Linked DNA regions of Macaca mulatta: region 1 is linked to region 2. A link is a contact called in public Hi-C data. All regions are on one chromosome and are shown on one strand. Each heading gives the region's core, a stretch centred on a gene start, on an enhancer-like site or on the middle of the called end of the contact. The rest is flanking DNA. Distances are from core to core; before and after follow the strand shown. Region 1 holds the start of MPPE1 (metallophosphoesterase 1). Region 2 holds the start of LOC114673869.

Evidence for each region. Hi-C and Micro-C count contacts between places; a contact is called where the count stands out from the background.
Region 1: a contact with region 2 is called in a Hi-C map of CD4 T cells, with 3 times the contacts expected there. The contact joins the promoter of MPPE1 here to the promoter of LOC114673869 in region 2. A contact is called at or near these places in 3 of 14 Hi-C or Micro-C datasets (CD4 T cells, blood and fetal cortex germinal zone).

The regions. Positions count from the first base shown.
Region 1 is chr18:81,612,888-81,619,580 of T2T-MMU8v2.0, reverse strand. It overlaps MPPE1 (metallophosphoesterase 1), which reads right to left and starts at 2,379. Exons shown (of 14, transcript XM_077975333.1): 1 at 2,226-2,379; 2 at 291-361.
Region 2 is chr18:81,479,465-81,486,829 of T2T-MMU8v2.0, reverse strand. It overlaps LOC114673869, which reads left to right and starts at 3,819. Exons shown (of 8, transcript XM_077975285.1): 1 at 3,819-4,413; 2 at 4,737-5,765. The coding sequence starts at 5,389. NAPG (NSF attachment protein gamma) reads right to left here and starts at 6,057. Exons shown (of 13, transcript NM_001258101.1): 1 at 5,889-6,057; 2 at 1,214-1,281. The coding sequence starts at 5,944.

The DNA.
Region 1 (6,693 bases), core at 1,130-3,629, 130 kb before region 2:
TTGTGAGGATTGATAAGAAAAAAAATCAGAGCTTAGTCCTCAGCTTTAAAGTTCAAAATTTCTTAAAGTATTACTGTTTTCACTCCCAAATTCAATTTATCAGTCTCATTAAGATCATCCAACGATAACCCAGCAGGAACAGTGTCGAGCCTCCACAAGACAGTTCAGACCGGCCTAGGATGGAAAGGCAGACATGCACCTCTCCAGTACCTCCAGACATATCTGTAAAATATGGAAGCTAGATTATATATTACCTACAATTTTCCAGGCAAATCACCAAGTCACCTCACCTTTTAAACACAGAGAGATTGGTACGAGGCTCTAAGTTGGCATCTGCTTCCCCAAATCAGAATTCATTTATCTGAAATGAAACCAAATATGTGTGTTTTGTCAGTGAGTGAGCTTTCATTTAGTTAACTATTAACAGGAAACCTGACCAACTTTGAAAGTAAAAAAGAAGCTGAGACGCTAAAGAAACAAGACATTGGGTTAGTGGCCAAGAATACCTATTTCGAATTATAATATAAAATACCTGTATTTATAGATAAATTATATGAAACATTTCTGCCCAACACGTATGAATAATCACTGCAAGCCATAATTGGGAGCAAAATATTTTATCTTTAGGCCAGGCGCGGTGGCTCACGTCTGTAATCCCAGCATTTTGGGAGGCCGAGGCAGGCGGATCACCTGAGGTCGGGAGTTCAAGACCAGCCTGACCAACATGGAGAAACCCCGTCACTACTAAAAATACAAAATTAGCTGGGGTGGTGGTGCCTGTAATCCCAGCTACTCTGGAGGCTGAGGCAGGAGAATCGCTTGAACCCGGGAGGCAGAGGTTGTGATGAGCCAAGATCACACCATTGCACTCCAGCCTGGGCAACAAGAGCGAAACTCCATCTCAAAAAAAAAAAAAAAAATTATCTTTGAACTTTTCGATTTGTATTTATTTTTATTTTTATTTTTTTAGAGATAGGGTCTCACTCCACTGCCCAATGTAAATCAAAAATGAAATCCTAAGGCCCCTCAACCATCTGCATGGACCCCCACCAAGCGCATTCCAGAGTTAATCTTGTTTTAGGTTGTTTTAAGAAAAACATGTTTAGGCCTGATGGGAGGTGGGGGTGGAACTTGCCTCATTTTGTCCTCCTCCCTTTTGGAATTCAGGAAAACCAGACCAGCATTTAACATGCTGGATACTAACCTGGAGGCTTCATCTGCATGATAAAACCTCAGTCTCCACAGCCTCTTATTGTAACCCAGATATTCCTTTCCATTGATAATAAATCTTTCAACCAAATGCCAATCAGAAAATTTTCAATCTACCTATAACCTGGAAGCCCCCGACCCCCCCACCGCCTCAGTGGTCCCACCTTTACGGACCGAACCAATGTACATCTTAATCGTACATGTACTTGACTGATGACTCATGGCTCCCCTAAAATGTATAAAACCACACCGGGCCCCGACCACCTTGGGTACATGTTCTCAGAGTCTCCAAAAGGCTGTGTCACCAGCCATGGTCACTCATATTTGGCTCAGAATAAATCCCTTCAAACATTTTACAGAGTTTGACTTTTTGTCAACCGCAGGCTGCGTCGCTCCCGCGCCCAAGCAATCCTTTCACCCACAACTTTCCGAGTAGCAGGGACTTCAGGTGCGTGCCACCACGCCTGGCCTTTTTTTTTTTTTTTTTTTTTGGTACCTTTTGTAGTTGTGGAAGGGCGGGGGGGGGGGTCTTGCTATGTTGCCCAGGTTGGTCTCGAACTTCTGGGCTCAAGCCATCCTCCCCCTTCGGCCTCCCAGAGTGCTGGAATTACAAGCCTGAGCCACCGCGCCCAGCCTATCTTTTAATTTTTAACTTCAAAGTTATCGTTAAAAAATCCCCCCAAAATATGAAAAAAATAATGTACTGATCTGTAGTTTTTCTCTAATTCACTATCCTAAATATATTAATTGCAATCTCATCAACGGCAACTTGCATTTGAAATTTTCCACCTTAAGCGGTATTTTTTGATAAGATGGATTTTTTAAAAAAAATCTACACCAGTAAACTAGAGTGAGAGACCCCTGCAAAGTCATACATGGGCCCTAAGTCATCGAGATTTTCCAGCAAATAATTTGCAGAGTGCTGTTTTTTCCTAGGTTAACTTGCAATCCTAAAACGGAAGGAGGTTCCGTTTTTAGAAGTTTAAATGTTGTCACACGGGCGCAAGAATACATACAACAGCCATGCTTTCCAGCTCTGCACACAACGCCAGGCAGATGGGGAGCACCGAGCGGTGCGGGAGCCCTTTCACCTGGGCAGGGCGGCTGCGGTGGCCGAGGGACCCGGGACCTGCAGCCCGAGCCGGCGCGCACCCAACCAACTTCCTGTTTCCGCGGTAGCGCTTGGGACTGTCACTGCAGCCCCGCCCCAGCGGCCTCAGGCGGGTGGGAAGCCAGAGTCTTGCCGGAGCCGCCGCGTCCGCCCGGCGCCTGCGTCCCACGGCCGGCGGCGGAAGCGGGCTGTCTGAAGGGGCCGGCGGGTGGCGCCCGGGGCTCCGCGGCCTGTGATCCCCAGAGCGGACAACCCCAGCTGGGGCTCCGTGCGCAGCTGCGGAGAGTAAAGGCCGGAACCTACGCTCGGCGGCCGCGTCCGGGCCCCTAGCGCCCTCCCCGAAGCGCCCGGCAGGCTCGGCTGTCCGACTGTGGCATTACGGAGCACCCTGGGCAGTCGCCGCAGAAGCGCGGGGGGCGCGGGAAAGGCATTTTGGGGACACGGGAGAGCTGCGAGGGCGACGCACGGGCGAGCTGTCGTTAGGGCCCAGGAAAGGCCTAACGGGGCGCACGGGCGGGTAGGGGAACTCGCGCCCCCACGCCGCGCGCCCGGTCTCCTGACGCCAGGGCCGGCTTCTGAGCACAGCCACGCGGCGGCCGGGGGCGGCCACTGCTCCCCGCGAGCCCGCGTCCCCGCCCCAGATCCCGCGTCCGAGCTCCAGGCCCTGGAGGAGCCGGGCAGGCAGGCAGCTGACGGCCCCCGAGCCGCTCCCGGGCTCCGCGCGCGGTGGCAGCCAGGCCGTGCCTCACCGTTCCCCTCCCGCGCCGCGTTGCCGCTCCAGGACCCACCAGACCAGGCTGGGCCTCTCCGGCTCCCCCGGAGCCTTGGAAAGTGCCCTCCAGAGATGTGCTTAGGAAGTGTGTGATGAATAAAGGAGACAAACAGGATAACTATAATATTTATTATGCACTTGCTTTTTTCTCACTGATGTTACTAATTTTAATGGTGTAGCACGGCGTGTTCCAGTTTTCTAAGTGCTCTCACATCCGTTCAAAAAATCCTCAAAATAAGCCTGTATATTAAAAGCAGGAGCCATTATTCCATATTTCAAGGAGTAAACAAGCTCAGAGTAATAATCCACGTAGAGCCTTCCAACCAGCCAATTCTAGTACATTTTTTACAAATCTATGAGTGTGGTTAATACACGGAGATGTGGTATGAGGAATTATCTAGGACACAGCCAGCAAAATGCCTGGTATACAATTAGTATGCGGTAAATGGTTATTATTAAGAATATTGTAATATCTTCTGATATGATCAGGTGAACCACTTCGACATAATAGAAACTGGAACAGCCTAATTCCATAAACACACTGATATGACACCGGGGATTGTTTGCAGCCTCACCTCTAAAGTATTCTCTCTGACTAACAAAAGGAAACTAGACCCAGTTAAGCTTTTAACTCTAACCACAGGCTAAAGGAAATACAGGGGCCAAATGAACCTATTACATTACACCACCAGGAAGTAATCTGCCAAATCCAGAATATGGGAAATTCTACAAACCAAATGACCCAATTTCTTTATTCAAAAATAAATATTCAGAGGCTGAAGTGAGAGGATTGCTTAAGGCCAGAGTTCAAGGCTGTAGTGAGCTATGATCACAGCTGTGAATAGCCGCTGCACTCCAGGCTGGGCAACACGGCCAGACCCCCCATGTCTTTTAAAAAAAGAGGGTGGGGGGAGCTTGAGAGACACATTAGCCAAATGCAGTGTGTGGACCTTGTTTGGGTCACGCTTAAGACAAACTTTTACATAAATAAATGGCTTTTTTTTTTTTTTTTTTTTTTTTTTTGAGACGGAGTTTCGCTCTGTCACCCAGGCTGGAGTGCAGTGGCCGGATCTCAGCTCACTGCAAGCTCCGCCTCCCGGGTTTAGGCCATTCTCCTGCCTCAGCCTCCCGAGTAGCTGGGACTACAGGCGCCCGCCACCTAGCCCGGCTAGTTTTTTGTATTTTTTAGTAGAGACAGGGTTTCACCGTGTTCGCCAGGATGATCTCGATCTCCTGACCTCGTGATCCGCCCGTCTCGGCCTCCTAAAGTGCTGGGATTACAGGCTTGAGCCACCGCGCCCAGCCAATAAATGGCATTTTTGAAAACACTGGTGGCCAGGCACGGTGGCTCACACCTATAATCCCAGCACTTTGGGAGACCAAGGCGGTGGATCACGAGGTCAGGAGATCGAGACCATCCTGGCTAACACAGTGAAACTCCGTCTCTACTAAAAAAAATACAAAAAATTAGCCGGGCGTGGTGGCAGGCACCTGCAATCCCAGCTACTCGGGAGGCTGAGGCAGGAGAATCACTTGAACCCGGGGGACAGAGGTTGCAGTGAGCCGAGATTGCACTACTGTACTCCAGCCTGGGAAACAAGAGTGAAACTCCATCTCAAAAAAAAAAAAAAAGGGGGGGGTTTCTTCCTCTTGACATCAAACGTGTCTTTTCCAACACCACTTCTCCAACTCTCTGATGCCAACTTGGTGTCCTACAATTCAATTCCTTTCTGACACTACCTGGAATTTTTGTGTGACTCCACGGTCCCACAAGACTGTCCTCACTTAGACAACAAAGAAAGTACTGGGTTCCCAGGTTAGCCTAACTGCTGCTGATTGACCTACAAAGGAAAGTTCCTACAAAGAGGTTTCAACTACCTCATTACCCCAAGGTTAGATAATTTGCTAGAATGACTCATAGAACTCAGGAAAAGCTGTGCTTACTCTTACGGTTTATTATAAAGGGTACAAATGAACAACCAGATGAAGAAGTACCCAGGACAAGATAAGTCCCAAGTGCAGAAGCCACTGCCTCAGTCAAGATGGGGTGTACCACCCTCTGGGATGAGGATGTGTTTGCCAACTTAGCAGAACCCCATCATTTAGGGGTTTCTATGGAGGCTTCAGTCCATAGGTTTGACTGTGGCCACTGGTGATCAACTCAATTTCCAGCCACTCTCCCTTCCCTGGAGGTTGGGGGAAGGGTGCAGGAAATGCTGATCTTCTAATCAAGCCTGGTCTTTCTGGCAGCCAGCTCCCACCCTGAAGCTAAGTACAAGAGTTGCCTCATTAAAACAAAAGAGGCTTTTAACACTCTATCTCTCAAAATTCCAAGGGTTTAGAGCTTTGTGTCAGAAACCAGGGACAGCCACCAAATATCTTTCTTGTTATTCCACAGCAACATCAATTCCATCTACAATCCTGATTCCCTTTTGCCATGAAAGGTAACATATTCACAGGTCCTGGGGAGTTGGACCTGGCTATCTGGGGGGCACTATTCTGCCTTCCCCAGCATCTAACAGTAAAGACAGCAGCTCAGGAAGCTTGGCAGGGCGGCATTATGGAGCAGGGATTGCAGGGTTGGTTAAAAGACCATAACAAGGCCGGGCGCAGTGGCTCATGCCTGGAATCCCAGCATTTTGGGAGGCCGAGGCAGGCAGATCACCTGAGGTTGCGAGTTCGAGACCAGCCTGACCAACATGGTGAAACCCCCGTTTCTACTAAAAATACAAAATTAGCCGGGCATGATGGTGCGTGCCTGTAATCCCAGCTACTTGGGAGGCTGAAGCAGGAGAATCGCTTGAACCTGGGAGGCGGAGGTTACGGTGAGCTAAGATCGCGCCATTGCCCTCCAGCCTGCGCAACAAGAGCAAAACTCCGTCTAAAAACAAACAAACAAACAAAAGACCCTAACCAAAGTTACCTTCTTAGGGCAATGGGCAATGGAGATAAAATAAAAAGGGAGCCCTAGTATGAAGACGCGTCGTTAGGCGGTGCGGGCTGTGGTCCGCCCTCTCGTGCTGCTCACTCCCCACTGTTCGCTCTCGCCCAGAAACAAGTCGGCCAGGAAGCCGCGCAGCACCCATGGATTTCCTTTTTCTTTCTCGAGACAGAGTCTCGCCCTGTTTCTGAGGCTGGAGTGCAGCGGCACGAGCTTGGCTCACTGCAACCTCCGACTCCTGGGCTCAAGCAATTCTCCTGTCTCAGCCTCCTGAGTAGCTGGGATTACAGACATGTGCCACCATGCCTGGTTAATTTTTTGTATTTTTAGTAGAGACGGAGTTTCACCATGTTGGTCAAGCTGGTCTCGAACTCCTAACCTCAGGTGATCCACACGCCTCAGCCTCCCAAAGTGCTGAGATTACAAGCGTGAGCCACTGCTCCCGGCCAGTGGTGAAAGTTCTAAGACACCGGATCATTTCCAGATGAGAATCTGCAAGTGACTCATTGACTTGCACAGCCCTTCTGAGATTAAGGAGTTTACTTAATTCCAGTATGGGAGGAATCTGTGAGGCATTCACAAAGCAGAAATAATGATACAGGCCGGGCATGGTGGCTCACACATGTAATCCTGGCACTTTGGGAGGCCGAGGCAGGCGAA
Region 2 (7,365 bases), core at 2,570-5,069:
TACATTTTGGAAAACTTATCAAGGGTTGCTTATAAAGAAGCAAAAAGCATAATGCTTTAAGAAAAGTGTTATTTGTTAAAAACACTCTTAAAATTCTCTTTAATAAAATGTGAAAAATAAATACTGAAACTGCTCCCTTCCCTGCTTTTCCGTATGTTGCTTTTTTAAAAAATTTATTCTGATTAAATAGATTTTCCATAAGCCCTTAAAGAAAATAAACACAGGATGCTTCAGTGGGAAAATCTCACCTAAAACATTGATTTTTGAATGTAGTTCATGATCTCAGAGGGACAGAAAACAAATCTGTGTTAAATTTCCCTCCCAGAGGACACTTGCAAAATGTTGTTCCCTTCTGCTCCAGAAGCCTCACTGCATAAGTCCATAAAACTCATACGGAGTTTGAACTTTCCATAATTTTAAAGTATGAGAGAGAAACAACTGCCTGATGCCAAAAAAGAGAACTCACTCCGATTTAAATAAAAGCACTGAAGACGCATTTGCTGTTTAACCAAAAGCACTTGCCCTAGATGTTCTCTGTGCTGGGCTAACACGTGTGATCAGGGCTATCGCTGAAATACAACTGAAAACGTGCTCAAGGTACTCAAAATTTTGTTATATTTTATTTATACTCCAAATTACCACAGATATGCTGAAAGCTATCACTCTATAATTCAGAATGCTAAATTTTTAGTAAATTCCCTTATCTGTTGCATATTTTACATTGTTCCTATCTTATATAAACTGATTAAAATATGTATATAGCTTAACACTTCACGAACACGCAACAGACACATTCAATGTGACGTTCATAAAAGACATAAGGACCAAGCAAACATATGATTTGCAGATCTGCTTAAGATGAGGCTAAGTTAACAAAAAATTTAACAAACTCCTTATTCAATAGAAAGTATAGAGAAATACGGCAAAACTCATGGATACAGTATTCAAACAACTGGAGTTGAAGAATACATAAGCAACACTAAAAACCCACTGCCGTGTATCACCAACCCCGCCCCATTGCTGCTGTCATAGACAGCAGGTACCGGGAACTCTGACTCAGCTCTCAACACATCTGAAAATAACAAGTGGAAAAAACCTTTTGTTTTTTAACTATTAAAGCCTTGTAGAAAGCATATACATATTATGGTGAAATGAAGTTATCGGACTATTTTAAGATTACATGCTGGAGCAACTGGACTACAGTCAAAAATACCTGCTTTTCCATATTCAGAAGCGGCACTGTCATAATCTGGCTTCCATTTTAAAAAACCAGTTTTCAGGCTAGAATGAAAGAAAGACACAGTTAACAGAAGTTACCAACCACATTTATAAGTCAGATCTCTGCTTGTAATGACCTTCTAGGTCTTAAAAAAAAAAAAGAAAAAAGAAAATAAAGGAGGAGCCACCAGGCATAAACTTTCCGCGTCACCTGCCTCCACCCAAACTTATGCCTAACAAACACGACCTCACCTCTTTCCCTCGCACTGTCACAGGTATGTGGTTTCCTCCTACAGGTTCTCAATTCATGGTCCCCAGACCAGCACCATCAGCACTGCCTGGGAACTTACTAAAAACATAAATTGTTGACCCCATCCCAAGCCTACGGCACCTCTGAGGTTTAATGAACCCAAAGGTGCATTAAAGCTTCAGAACCTCTGAAGCACGGTGTTGACAGCAGAGGGACTCATGAAACTGATGCACAGACGAGAGGCTAGAGACATAAATGGAGGCATCATAAGCATGTCAAGAGCATAGATGAGACCAGATCTCCTAGCAAGACTGCAGAGAGAGAACACAAAGACTAAGGAATATAATCATTCAGTGGAATAACAGAGGAAGTAGGCAAAAAATTAAAAATTAAAAAATTAAAAAAGCAAAAACTCGCCACCCATAAACAAGAATGATAATCAGAAAGGGAAGGATATTACAAAAGCCAAGAGAAACTGCCTTCCAGGATCCCTACTGGCTTCTCAGATGCCAAATCAAAGAACCATCAATTTTGAATTCTTATCTTACTTGCCTTTTCCTCAATATTTTATTTTTTTCTTATTTTAAAATAATTTCAGACTTAAACTAATTCAGTAACTGTCAAATTTGGGTGTGCATAAAAATTGTCCAAGCCATCTTAAATTCTAAATTTCATTCAATTAGTGAAGGCCTGCTTGCACAGAACACGGCTTGCTTCAAATGAATCAGGCCAGTATCTTAAGAGGAAGATGGGGAATCTGTAGGAGCCCTCAGAAGTACAGGCTTCATTGTGTGGCAGCCATGTGAACTACCAAAAAGTCGTAGCTTTTTTTTTTTTTCTTGAGATAGGGTCTCGGCTCTGTCGCCCAGGCTGGAGTGCAGTGGTGGTATCTCGGCTCACTGCAACTTCCGCCTCTCAGGTTCAAGTGACTCTAATGCCTCAGCCTCCTGAGCAGCTGGGATTACAGGCTTGCACCACCACACTCAGCTAATTTTTGTATTTTTAGCAGAGAAGAGGTTTCGCCATGTTGGCCAGGTGGTCTCGAACTCCTGGCCTCAAGTGATCCGCCCACCCCGTCCTCCCGAAGAGCTAGAATTACCGGCATGAGCCCCTGCGCCCAGCCAGCTACAGTAACATTTTTTGCCAATTAAATTTATTTAACACACTTAGCATCTAAAACTTGTTTGTGTATATAGTGTTACAAAATTCAAATTAACATAAGCAATTTTTCAAGCTTACCAAGAATTTCACTGCTCAGAAAAATAATATCCTTAAATTGTGGTGTGTCTACTGTAATCCACAAAATTGAGGAAATATGCAATATGCAAAATGATAACCCTCTGTTTCTATCCCAAAACAAACATTACATTCTGTATATTAACATAATTTTTTTAATCCCACTAAAACCAAGATGCAATCATTCAGTCGCTGAAGGAGCTATACACGGAAAGACCCAGAGAGTTTGAAACTGGGCAAACCATCCCAAGTCACATGAATACCACTAATAAGGAAGAAAGATGTATAGCTAATTTAGGTTTAGCAGCTATACCTGTTAGTCCTTTTGACTCTTTTTCTCCAAAGAATCAATAAGGAAATTGACCAATTTCCACAGAAAAAAAGAAAACAGCAAAATTACCATCTGTGGGGGTGGGGGGGATCAATTTACAAAATGACTCAGCAACACTGAACTATATCATCATTAGAAAATGGAGAAAAATCAAATATGTCCTAAGCTCCTGGCCCATTTTTCCTACCACCAACCGAGTAACTGTCTAGCAGCATTTCAAACTAACACTTCAAGCCTGAACCCCACACCTCCCTGCCCCAGACCTACTCACCAAGCACATCCATTAACCCCTATCCCCTATCTTGGCTGAAGGCCTCTCCCACTCCCAAGTTAGAAACCTGGGAGCTAACCCTTCATCTCTATATGTAGGCAGGTCATTAAAGCATGTCAACTACATACTGACAAATGTCACCCAATCCCACCCCTGTATTGTACTTGAATCCAGGCCATCACCACCTCTCCCCTGAAGTCAACAACCCACTAACATGTCTGGCACTACCTTCATGGGACAGTCACCTTTCCTCCTCTTCCATTCCCCACACCCGGAGCATATTACCTTTTCCTTGCTTCATATCTCCACCATACTACACTGAATACTTCTAGCACTGAATATCTTCTTTTTAGTCCTCTGTTCACTTGTCTGCCCGTCTGTGAATTCTAAGTTCTTGAAGAAGGGGCCACTTTGGTTACTCCAGTATCCTCAGTGGCTGGCACAAGTACGCAGAGACAATTTGTAAATGTTTGTTTACTGAATATGTCAAAGTTCATTCTCCACACTGCTGCCACGTTTTTCTTTTCCTTTTTATTTTTTATTTTTGAGACAGAGTCTTGTTCTGTCTCCCAGGCTGGAGTGCAGTGGCACCATCTCTGCTCACAGCAACCTCTGCCTCTGGGGCTCAAGCGATTCTCCTGCCTCAGCTTCCGGAGCAATTGGGATTACAGGTGTGCGCCACCACACCTGGCTAATTTTTGTATTTTTAGTAGAGACAGGGTTTCACTATGTTGGCCAGGCTGGTCTTAAACTCCTGACCTCAAGTGATCCGCCCACCTCAGCCTCCCAAAGCGCTGGGACTCCAGGCGTGAGCCACCGCGCCCAGCCTGCTGCCACATTTCTTCCACCAAAAGCAAATCTAACCGGGTTCTCTGGTTAGATGCCTACAACAGCCATCTGAGAAGCCGTCCCTTCACAGTCTGGCCCCAACTCTTCTTCACTCCAGCTCGTCCTCTGGCACTGTGACTACACTACATTCACTGTTCCCAGAGCACATTTTCAGGCCCGTGTATAATACATACTACAGTTTGCGCACAGAATCTCTTTCACAAGATTTCCCCTCTGTCTAAAACATTCTGTATTTTTCAGGCCCTGCTCACAAATCATCTCTTCCTCAAATTTTCTTTTTCTTTTTTTTTTTTTTTTTTGAGAAGGAGTCTTGCTCTGTAGCCCGGGCTGGAGTGCAGTGGCCGGATCTCAGCTCACTGCAAGCTCCGCCTCCCAGGTTTACGCCATTCTCCTGCCTCAGCCTCCGGAGTAGCTGGGACTACAGGCGCCCGCCACCTCGCCCGGCTAGTTTTTTTTGTATTTTTAGTAGAGACGGGGTTTCACGGTGTTAGCCAGGATGGTCTCGATCTCCTGACCTCGTGATCTGCCCGTCTCGGCCTCCCAAAGTGCTGGGATTACAGGCTTGAGCCACCGCGCCCGGCCTTCTTCCTCAAATTTTCTCATGAAGAATAAACTTCTCCCTCTGCGTTACCTATGCACAGTTAATACAGCTTTTTTTGTGGTCCCTATTCTACACACTACTCTTACTACAAATTTTGCGTTTGCTCCCACTAGAAAGTCAGATTGTTGTGGGAACCCGAGCCCCAGTACCTTACACACTGACTGCCTCAAGTCATGTGATAGCCTGAGTTTTTCCACTGTTCGAAAATTGGCTCTGCCATCTTTCACCTGTGCGGTTTGGCATAAGTCGTTAGGAGGCTTCCCCAAGTCTCATTTCCTCTTACGAAAAATTATCATCTCTATTTGGAAAGTTATTGTGAAGATCTCAGCTTACGAAATGATGTATGTGAAGCCCCCACCACAGAGCACGATGCTGGCTTTCTATTAACTGTAACTGACAGATAAAAATGCGCTGGAGTAATGAAACGGGGGGGGGGGGGGAAGAGGCTGCCCAAAGGATAAATTAAGGAGTATCAGTTCAGTCCCACAAACATTTGCTGGGTGCCTACTACGTACTGTACCAGAGGTGGAAGGACATACACATCAAAGGACGAAAGGAGCACAGTCCCTGCCCACAGGAAAAGTAAACTGCCAGATGACAAAGGTTCACCGAGGAGTTTTTGGGGTAAACCTATGGTCCCCTCCACACAAGGAGCTTTTCAAGGGCAGTGGTTCTCGACAGGGCGATGTTGTACCCCAGAGGACATTTTGGGTTGCCACAAACGGGGAGGAGGTGCGACCGGCACCCAGCAGGTGGAGGCCAGGGATGTTGCTAACGAGCCTCCGACGCACCGACAGCCCCGATCACAACAAGTAGAGAAGCCCCCTTTACCTACCAGCCCGGCAGCACCGCGCCGGGTCCCCGCCCACACCAGCCACGGGGAGCGGACTTCCGGCGGGGCGGACCCACGGCGCTGCCCGAGGCGCAGCGGACCTGACTCCAGCCCGATCCCGGGAGCTCGACCCCGGGAGTGCGACCCAGGGGACACCGAGCCCCTGCAGCCCCGCAGGTACCAGCGCGCCGGGTCCCCTTATCCCTGACCCCTCCTTCCCGCCCCGCCGGGTGCTAAGGCCGCGCCAGTGAGAGACGGACCCGGCGTCCACACGCAGGCCCATGGAAGGTTCTCACTCACTATTTCTCTGCTTTGGCGAGGTGTTCCAGCCCCTCGTTTATCTTCTGGGCCGCCATCTCCACAGTCCGGTCTCTGACGTGGAGACACGGTGCGCCTACCTCTTCCTCGGGCGCCAAGAATCCGCCCAAATAGGCGTGGGAACGCCGAGGAGGAGGCTGGTGCAGCGCGACAGTCGAGCGACTACGGAGGGCCGGACGGCCCAAGCCTCTGCGGCGAAGCGGGGCTGGGAACCAACCGGGGCGCCCCGCAAAGAGACATCGCGCAGGCGCAGCGCTTCAAGGCTGGCCGCACCCAGGGCATCTAGCGCAGGCGCGGTGAGATACTGATGGGGCGTGTTCTTTCATTCAGTTTTTGCAGAGCACTTAATATGTGTCAGGCACTGTGCTAGACGCGGGAAAATCGGCAGACAAAAACTCCTGCCCTCTTGAAGTCTTGCTTTTTCATTGATGTGAAACTGTGGATCCTGTTTGTAGGGTTATTTGGCCTTATAATTTATTACATCTGAAGTTTCTCTGTATCACAGATAGAATAGTATTCATCTTTTTTTTTTTTTTTTTTTTTTGTCGGAGTCTCGCTCTGTCACCCAGGCTGGAGTGCAGTGGCCGGATCTCAGCTCACTGCAAGCTCCGCCTCCCGGGTTCCCGCCATTCTCCTGCCTCAGCCTCCGGAGTAGCTGGGACCACAGGCGCCCGCCACCTCGCCCGGCTAGTTTTTTGTATTTTTAGTAGAGACGGGGTTTCACTGTGTTAGCCAGGATGGTCTTGATCTCCTGACCTCGTGATCCGCCCGTCTCGGCCTCCCAAAGTGCTGGGATTACAGGCTTGAGCCACCGCGCCCGGCCTTAGTATTCATCTATCTATCCATCCTGCCTTTTGGGTATTAATCGTATGTCAGTCAAGAAACGAAACAGACTTGTAAGCCCTGATTACTGTCTAATAATCCGTGCCCGGCGCAAATAATCGCTCTAATATTTCAAGCCGCGATAAGTGCTCTAAACGGGAAGTTGAGGGATCTAAAGTCGCGTACAGTGGTCTGGTAAAAATAGTAACCAGTAATACAGTTGGCTCCATTCATAATTCATGGTGATTTCAATATCCACATGGATGATTCCTGCAATGCTTATACAGCCTCTCAGCTTCCAGCCTCCTGTGATCTTCCCACACCAGCGCAGCCACACACTCCTGGTATTACACCATTGACTTTACTCATAACTGTGTGCCCTCCATAGTGTCGGTTTCAAGCAGCTCACTTTACATTCCCTTTCCATTCCAGCTCATACCTCTTAGTGCCAGTAATTACTTACCTGCATCAGATTCCTCACCTCTCCCTATCCCTCTGCTCTTACACTTCCCTCTTTTCCCAGCATAAATTCAGGTCCCATCATTTTAGTGCATGTACTCTCAACGGCCTTGGCTCCCTCTCCCTCCTTTCTCCCAGCCAGGAAAAACCCCAACTCTCCACCTACTCTGGAACTCCT